2 separate regions of the Mus musculus genome follow, and region 1 is linked to region 2. The links are chromatin contacts, called in public HiCAR-type maps. All regions are on one chromosome and are shown on one strand. Each heading gives the region's core, a stretch centred on a gene start, on an enhancer-like site or on the middle of the called end of the contact. The rest is flanking DNA. Distances are from core to core; before and after follow the strand shown.

The links. HiCAR-type assays count read pairs that join an accessible place to other places.
Region 1: a HiCAR-type map of fibro-adipogenic progenitors shows a contact between it and region 2, with 2.1 times the contacts expected there. The contact joins two enhancer-like sites. A contact is called at or near these places in 8 of 484 Hi-C or Micro-C datasets (the AtT-20 cell line, bone marrow-derived macrophages, embryonic stem cells and 3 more) and 5 of 115 datasets of contacts at active chromatin or transcription factors (a beta-TC-6 cell line, embryonic stem cells, fibro-adipogenic progenitors and 2 more).

The regions. Positions count from the first base shown.
Region 1 is chr6:50,750,700-50,755,056 of GRCm38.p6, reverse strand. No RefSeq gene overlaps it. Among named protein-coding and RNA genes, the nearest start is that of C530044C16Rik, 23 kb to the left of the region's middle. Within about 2 kb of position 1,731, at least 6 of the 459 cell types and tissues checked have an H3K27ac peak or open chromatin away from gene starts, as enhancers often do. A contact at or near this core is called in fibro-adipogenic progenitors, where this site is marked.
Region 2 is chr6:50,683,049-50,687,281 of GRCm38.p6, reverse strand. No RefSeq gene overlaps it. Among named protein-coding and RNA genes, the nearest start is that of Gm38808, 5.7 kb to the right of the region's middle. Within about 2 kb of position 1,706, at least 115 of the 459 cell types and tissues checked have an H3K27ac peak or open chromatin away from gene starts, as enhancers often do. A contact at or near this core is called in fibro-adipogenic progenitors, where this site is marked.

The DNA.
Region 1 (4,357 bases), core at 482-2,981, 68 kb before region 2:
TTAAAGGTATACGTCATAGAGAGAATCGGCCACTCCGCAAAGCCAGCACTGCAGAGTGCATGCTTCATTTTTAGGCCTTGTGACGCTGACATTGGTACCTATGGTCAGGTGAAAGGATTTGACCTTTGGTCTACATAATCCCGTCTATGAGGCGCTTGCGATGAACTTTCACTAGACTTAGCCACTGGATTGGAAGAGCTTCAAGGACTTTTCCTTAATCTGTAGAGAAAGGGGCCTGAAGAGGAGGGTAAGAAGCACTTAATCCCGAGGTCTGCCCGTTTCCTGCCATCCTTCCTGCAGTGTTGGCTCTACTTCCTCTTCCTCATGGCAATGCCTCCTACTCAGCCATCACCAGTAGGGAGGTGAAAAGACAGATAAGGAACTGCCTTTTCCTCTGCAAGATTTTTGGAACGTATTTCCTCACCAAATAGTGAGCACCTAGGGACAGCCGATGAGGGGGGCCGACAAGCCTAAGAGACAGGTGTCACTTTCAGAAACCAAGAAAGGCATCAACTGATCCACAAACTGATTTTGTTCTTACTTCTTTTAAGGCCATGGTTCTCAAACTATGGGCCAAGGATGCTGACTGAGTAGGTTAATGGAAAGTTTTCTTGAAAATAACATGTTTCTAGAGTATCACAAAAAATATTAGACCAGTTCTAATCATTAATACAAGGAAGGGGATTTTTAAAACCTTGTCTTTAGTGGCAAGTTTGCCACTAAATAAACCTACTTGATTGAATGGTCAGACTACAAAGATAGAGGAAATATTTAGAGAGAGAGAGAGAGAGAGAGAGAGAGAGAGAGAGAGAGAAAGAAAGAAAGAGAGAGAGAGAGAGAAAGAGAGAGGGGGGAAGGGAGGGAGGGAGGAAGGGAGGGAGGGAGGAAGGGAGGGAGGGAGGAAGAAGGAAGAAAGAAAAGGAAGAAAAGGAAGAAAAGAGATGAAAGCCACATTGCTACGGCATCATTTCTTACAGCAGATTAATGATTTTTCTCGGATGCTAAATGAGGAATTTGGAAAAACGACTTAAGTATTCCCTCTGGGCTCAGGAAGCGGCAGAAGCTTGTGGAACGGTATCTAAGTCTCGATGTTACTTCTATTTCCCACTTGACTCTGGTAACTCATTACTTTGTCTATTTTTTTATTCCTCCATTAAAATAATTATTGATCGCAGAGAGAGAGAGAAAGTTTTCATCCTAAAAGCAGTTTGGGACCCAATTATTTACCTACAACTAAAGCAGGCCTTAACCGTAGCAGATAGCTTAGTTCTAATTGTACATTTGTCTCTCACACACAAGCATGGTTTTATTATGGCTGGAAGCATCATTTAAGCGTACATACTTGTGTACGTATTTGTCTGCATCGTGTGTGTACCTGAGGGTACGGTCTTGCATTGATCCTCTTCTGACATATAGCCAAAGTCATTCGAGGTGACTTGCAGCAAAGATGTGAACCAGACACAGAAATGATCTGCTGCCTTCAGACCTCGCTTTCCCAACACATTTGTGCGGTCTCAAAAGTTCATCACACCCTCCAAAGTCTGCAACACTCGAATTCAATTATGGTTGCTTTCAGCCAGCTAATTTGAAAGAGATTGTTTGATGATGTCATTGTCACACTTGTGACTAAACACATGAGAGGACTCTGGCAGCCAGAAGCTCTGATGTGACCCTTGTTTCTCAGAAAGCTTCTCCTCTCGTGTTGTCTAAACCACCAGCTCTTCATGCGCGTCAGCCAGAGCCCATCATTACATCATTAGCAAGTTCCCAAAAGAACATTGTAAGCAGCAAAGCTCCCTTGAGAGACCAAGTAGTTTCGGCTTAAAACTCTCAAAATACAAAAAAAAAAAAAAAAAAGCAATTTGTACAAAAGTTCGGACACTGTATTTCTATAGATGAAATTAAATCCAAGATTATAGTAATTCTTAGAGTTGAGAGGCCAAAAGGGATACATCCAAGAGGGACCCTTCAGAGTTCTCTAATAGTCTTACGTATTTCCAGGAACAACATTTTGGACAGGTTTAAATTCACTAGAGAGTGAAGTTTAATCCATGTTTATTAGAAACATGAGAAAAAATTGCTCAGTTAGAACAATGTGTTAGTGTTTCGGTGTGGATGACCTCATCTAATACTTGGGCCCAGGTTTGAAATCAGCCAGAGAACCTCTCACCTTGAAATCTACACAAGACGGGAGCATCTTAAGTAACTTCCCCAAAGCCACATTGTAATAAATAGTGAGTGGTGAGCCTGCAGCTTGCTGCTATCCCTTCATGGAAACTAGTGGCCTTACCACCAGATAAAGAACTGTATTAGTTACTTTGTGTCTGCAGCTGTGATAAACTAACAGGACCAATGCAAAATATAGAAGACAGAGTTTATTTTGATTTATCATTTCAAAGGGATGTAGCCATCCTTGGAAGCAAGCACAACAGAGGGTGGCAGCCTCAGCAGCAGGAGCAGGGAACTGAGAGCTCACATCATCAACAGAATCATGAACGAGAGAAAGGGAACTGGAATTAGAGCAATAAATACTACAAAAGCTCAAAACCAATCCTTAGAGACACACTTTCTCTAGCACAGCTATACCTTCTAAACCATCCCAAACAGCACTGCTAACTGGGGATCAAATGTTCAAATACCTGAGCCTATGGAGGGCATTTCTCATTCAAACACACTCCTTTTGCCTCCCCTTTCTTCTTAAGTGTTCTCAAAAGATTATCCCAGTGTCCTTGACTTCCATGTATTTCCAAATATCCACAGAGCATGGATAAGTATCTTTGAGAAAGAGGCATCACTTAAGAAGAGAATTCAGTACCCTGGTACATTCTATAGAATCACTGGGGCAAGTTGTGTTGGGTGACCACTCAGCCTCTTAAAGCTTTAAGGTCCAGAGTCCCTGGCACTGAAAGGGTCAACAAAATGATCTCACAAGATCATTATCAGCCTGGTTCTTCAACAATCTACCCATCCTCCTTAAATGCTTTAAACATTAAAATGGCTAAACGACGACAACAACAAAAACAAAACAAACAAAAACAAAAACAAACAAAAACTCCCTGTCATCCTTATCTAGCCAAAGTAACAGGTACCAAGATGTTCCCCTTTACGAAGGACTATCTAGAGGCTGGAGATACAGGTTATGGGTATAGCATCTGTCTAGCACGTACAAGACTCTGGGTCCCATCCCTAGCACTAGGAGAGAGGACAGAAAGGAATTGACACTGCACTGGTTAGTTTTTGTCAACTTGGCTTGAACTAAAGACACCTTGGAAGAATGAACCCATCTAAAAAAAGCGCCTCCATCAGATTGGCCTGTGAGCTGTCTGTGGGGCATTGTCTTGAATGGTGATGGATGTGGGAGGCCCAGGTCACTGTGAGCAGTGCCATGTCTGGGCAGATGTTTCTGGGCTGTGTAAGAAAGCAAGCTGAGGATTCCTGTAAGCAGTGTTGATCCCTGGCCTCTGTTTCCATTCCTGCCTCCAGGTTCCTGCCTTGACTTCTCTCAGAGATGGACTATGGTTGTGGAAGTAAAGAAGAAACAAGTCTTTCCCTCCCCAAGTTGTTTTTGGCCTTGATGTTTTTCATAGCAACAGGAAACAAAGAAACAAACACTGGTAACCTCCGCTGGTCTCTCACTGAGTGTGTAGTCCTCACAGCTGTCCTGTCATTCTTTCCTTAGAGAAGAAGAGAGTGAAAAGGGAAGGGGGTGGGGTGGAGGTACAGAGGAACTAGCCACCCAGCTTGAGCTCACCAAGACCTTATCAGCAGGGCTTGGATTCAAACTGTTCACCTTCAATGATACATTGTATGTGGATGGACACACACTCCAACATGCACATTCCTATTATCTCAGCATTTGGGATGTGAGCTTTAGGCATTAGTGGTGGAACCATGTCCCCAGCCCTACACTTACTATCTTTCTTTAACTGTTAGTTACACAGTATATATTTGTATCAATATATCACACCATACCCCATAAATATTCATAGTTGTTATGTCTATTAAAGTTTTAAGTTAGGGCATATGAAAACATTAGCATAAGGAAAAAAAATTCCAAAATCAAACGGCAGCAGATCCTTCAGTGAAGGAAAGCCTTGTACTCTTGCTGGCTGGCAGAACTGGCTGCCAAGGATTCCACCTGGACTCTGAGGTTTGGTTCAGAGTATCTTGTGTGATCATGTACATCTCCACTGATCCATCAACAGAGGCATAGGTGGATCGGGCCTGTTTCCCTTAAATGACAAGCTGTTAGCATTGCCCGGTGGCTGCTGACCCAAGCCTGTCTCATGGGGCTCCTGATCATTGTCTGTCATGAGAGGGCTCTCACGCCTTCCTAGGCTCTCCAATGCAGAACAAG
Region 2 (4,233 bases), core at 457-2,956:
CTTTTGATCTTTCTTCCTTGATAAATTTCAGTGCTTGGAGCTCAGAATGGAGCTTAGCGCGCTCAGATTCTTTCTGTATAGATCCTGGGTTTGCAAAAGGACCAGATAATAAACAAGTATGTATTCCTTAGCCAAACAGCCTTTGAACAATCACCCAGCTTGAGTCCCAAACACAGCTGTGAACAATATATTGATAAATGGGCATGGCTGTGCTCTAGTAACGGTGGTTGGGATTCTTTGTTTTTTGGTTTTTTTTTTTTTTTTGTCTGAGATTGTTAAAACAAAACAAAACAAACAAACAAACAAAAACAGAAGGTGAGTAACATTAACCAATTTACTGCCTTTTGGTCCAGATGAAAGTTTTCTACTCAGCCTCTCAGAGGTTGACCGTGAGCCCCTATTGCAGAAGACACCACACACTTAGAAGACAGGACCTATACCATTTGAACTGAATCTCACCTAAAAGCCTCCTTCCTCCCTGTGGTCTGGCTTCCATGGTGCCAGAAGATATTATGCCAGCTACCAAGGAGGGAAGCAAGTAACAATCCTACCCAGCAGCAACACCCATGAAACAGAACAATGACCGACACGGCAGGATATCTACAAAGATGCAGCAAGTGGCACTCACGTGTGGGGTAACCAACAGCGCTCCCATCAAACTCAAGGTCCACCTGACAGGAGGGAACCATGCCTGGTACTAGACATCTAGCCAGCTTCCTTAGGCTACTGAGGTCATGGATCTTAGAAGAGACTCCACTACCACCACTTTCCTTGCCCAGCTACATTCTATATCTTATCCTCACACCCACAGGTAAGTATAGCTACCACTCCTCATCCAAGAAGCCCCTTTACAACAGATGGAGACCGTCCCAGAAAGCCACAAGTGGATACAACACAGAGATCAATGGATTGGGGAGCCCAGCCTCCAACAGATATATATCACACCACCACTTATTGCTCAAGGGACATTGTAAAAGAGGGAATGGAAAGATTTTAAGAGTCAAAATACCAGAGAGTCTGCTGTGAAACAGTCTATCATATAAATGGATGCATAAGAAAGATCTGAATAACAGAAATATCAATAGACTTACTAATGCAGAAGGGGGGATATCTCACAAGGTCACACCCCAGGATGAGTTACTACAAGCAAGTGACTGCTGGTGGGGGGTGGGGTAGGGTTGGGGGTGGGGTAGGGTGGGAGAGGTTGGGGAGCTAACCTGTCCCTGATATGAGCCTCCTAATATATATATATATATATATATATATATATATATATATATATATATATATACACACACACACACATACATATATATATAGTGTGTGTGTGTATAAAAAACAAGGATTGAGGAAAAGACTATCAAAGGGAAAAGAAACTGTAGGGAGGGGACTTAGGAGGGACTTGGGGGAAGAAAGTGAAGAGTTTACCTCTTTTTATGCAATTATATTTTAACTAAAATGTATAAAAATAAGATTAATTAGTTAAACAAAATTGGCTTCATCACAGTGCCATATCTTCTGTCACACTTGCTCTTGAGCTATTTGCTACAGTTCAGCATCACTGTTTCTGTGGGAGTGAAGGACATGTGCACACGAGACAGGAGCCCTCCACTGCTTTCTTGGGATAGGCCGCCTACACGGACCCATCCATGGGCTACTGTCCCTCTATTTAACACAGAGAGGAGTTAGTAACATTTCAGGTGCATGTGTCACAGACTTGCACATCCTAAGGAGAGACCCTCTCTGCCCTTAGCTCACATGTCATCTTCACGAGGTCATCTTACCTCGAGAACCTGATGGGGAGTTTATCCTGTTGTCTAATGTGTAGAATCACACACTCTTGCCTTTGTGAATTCCTTTCTCCTTTATTCATGTTTGTATCATTAAGTTATTTACATGGCAGCGATTAATTAATTGTTAATGATATCCAGAAAGCCATGCAATTCCTTTCAGCAGCCGTTCATAACTCAATCCAATGTTTTGTGTTTACTCTGACTCAGATGTGCCCTTAATTGAGATTTGCTGTAACTTCCTGCCGTGATGACTCAGCCCGTATGGAACTGCCACCCTATTGTTAGCTTACGAATGAGAGGAAGCCTGAAGTGTGACTCAAAATGCAAATATTAGCCTCATTTCTGTTACTTTTTTTTTTCATTTTAGAGTTTAAATAAGTGAGTTAAGTTCTTTTCAACCCTGTCTCTTTGTGAATAAAACAGAGAAAATAATATTCCCCCTGCTTACTTCACAAGGTTAATTTAATTGTCAAACATGGGTATGTAGTTTCAGGTTACTGTTTGCAAGTGTGCAATGTATCATTTTATAGGAAGATTTTCACAATATACTGAACAGAGAAAAGCCCTTGGGATCTGCCCTTGACTTCTCTGCCTAGTACCAGTTCCTCCTTATTATTAAAAATTGTGATTCATCTCACCCACTCCAAGGCCCGGGAGACACAGTGGAAAAGGAAAAGAGAGATTATAGGAGCCAGGGGCCAGGAGGAGTGCTAGGAAACACTCTGCCTCTGTGGTCACCAGCACAACCCAGCAACTACGGTCAACTGCACACTTCTCTTGCCCTCTGTATTCACATACCAGATAGACATCTTAACCTGAATGTGGAATACAGAACAGTATTTGTAAAACTATCCCCAGCCTGGTTAGTGATTTCCCAAATATTGAGCCACCCAAAACTAAAAGCAGGCATTTATTCTAAATCTTTGTCTTTTAGTTCATTTTAAAGCTGTTCTCTACTCTCCCAGCCTACCCTTGATTGCCCTGGCTTAAGCTCTTGCCATCCCAAATCTAGATTACTGTGGTGCCTAGGCTCTACCTTCCTCCCTCCTTGACAGCACCCTTTCCCAGGTAATTCTTCTACTAGGACCAGAACAGCCTTCTAACGTGCAGATCTAATCACAGTAAACTCAAGAATCAAGCAAATTCAAGATTTTGAAAACTTGCATGCTGTGCTATACTTACCCACCCCAACCTTGCCTGTCCTTTCTCTCCTCTCTCTCCCTCTCCCTCTCCTCCCCTTTCTCCCCCAACCACCCCCCCCCGCCTTCTCTCCTGCCCTTCAGCCTGTGTCTACTATACTGAATTACCCCTCGGCAAACCCTCCAAGACGTCTCCATGCTGTTGTCCAGCATGTTCCTCCTGGGATATGCTCCCCATCTGATGACTTCCTGCCTTCTCTGTAAGAGTCAGCGCAGGAGCTCTCTTCCCAGTGAATCCATGCCGGCTCCTAGCCCACAGCATAACGTCCCCTCTGAGCCTCCGATGGATGTCCCAGATGCATCTGTCCCGTTGTTCATGGATTCCTTATGTATTCACCGAGCCTCTCATGAGGGCTGAAGTCTTATTCAACACTGAGGTCCTGATAACTTCCAAAGAGCCTAGTTAGTTCTCAGATGCTTGTGAATGATGAAGGGGTGAGTGAAGAAATGAACTGTAGCAACATCACATCATGGAAAATAGCACATAGTAGTTGGTAGGGAAAGGCATTTTGTGGCTGTAATAGTGTTGAAAGATGGGAAATACAACCATTTTCTCTGGCAGTTAACATATTTTACAGCAAACCTTTTCTGAACTGTTAAAAGTTAAATTCATCTCCAGGAAATCATGACTGCTAGTGTATAATATGTCACAAGGAGAATACTTATCATACACATGAAAGCACACATGTGGGATAGTGTCATTTAGAAGCCCGTGCCCCTCTGTTCTTCCAGACCCACATTCACAGACTTCTAAACGAGCATTCTGGCTAAGGAGCAGCCAAGACACAAAACTGGGATGTTCTTTATAGTACAACAAGTCACTTCCAGTCAGGACCTGCTCTAGCCCAGCTCAAAGTCAAAATAGTCAAAGAAAGGCTGGAGGCGGCCAGGTCTACCTGACCAGGCATGATGAACAGTGTTTTAGATGCAAAGGTCCCCACTAGAGGCCATGTTTACTATAAAGACAGAGAGTAAATTCTACAAGTGCCCATGGTGAAGCCAAAACAGGTCTTGGGACACACACTTAAGGGAGTGAGAAATATAAGCTAGAGCCTTTGGGAAGCCCCAAGGTGAGACAAAGGCTAAAACCAAAGTCCACTGAGAGAATCAACTATAGGTTTAAAGTAGTCACAGGGGAGCAGGCCAGAAGCAGCAACAGCAGCTTTCTTAAAGGTTAACTTCACACCACAAGACAATGGTGGTACCATATTGGTCCCGCAGCAATGGCTTTCTTAGTGTGG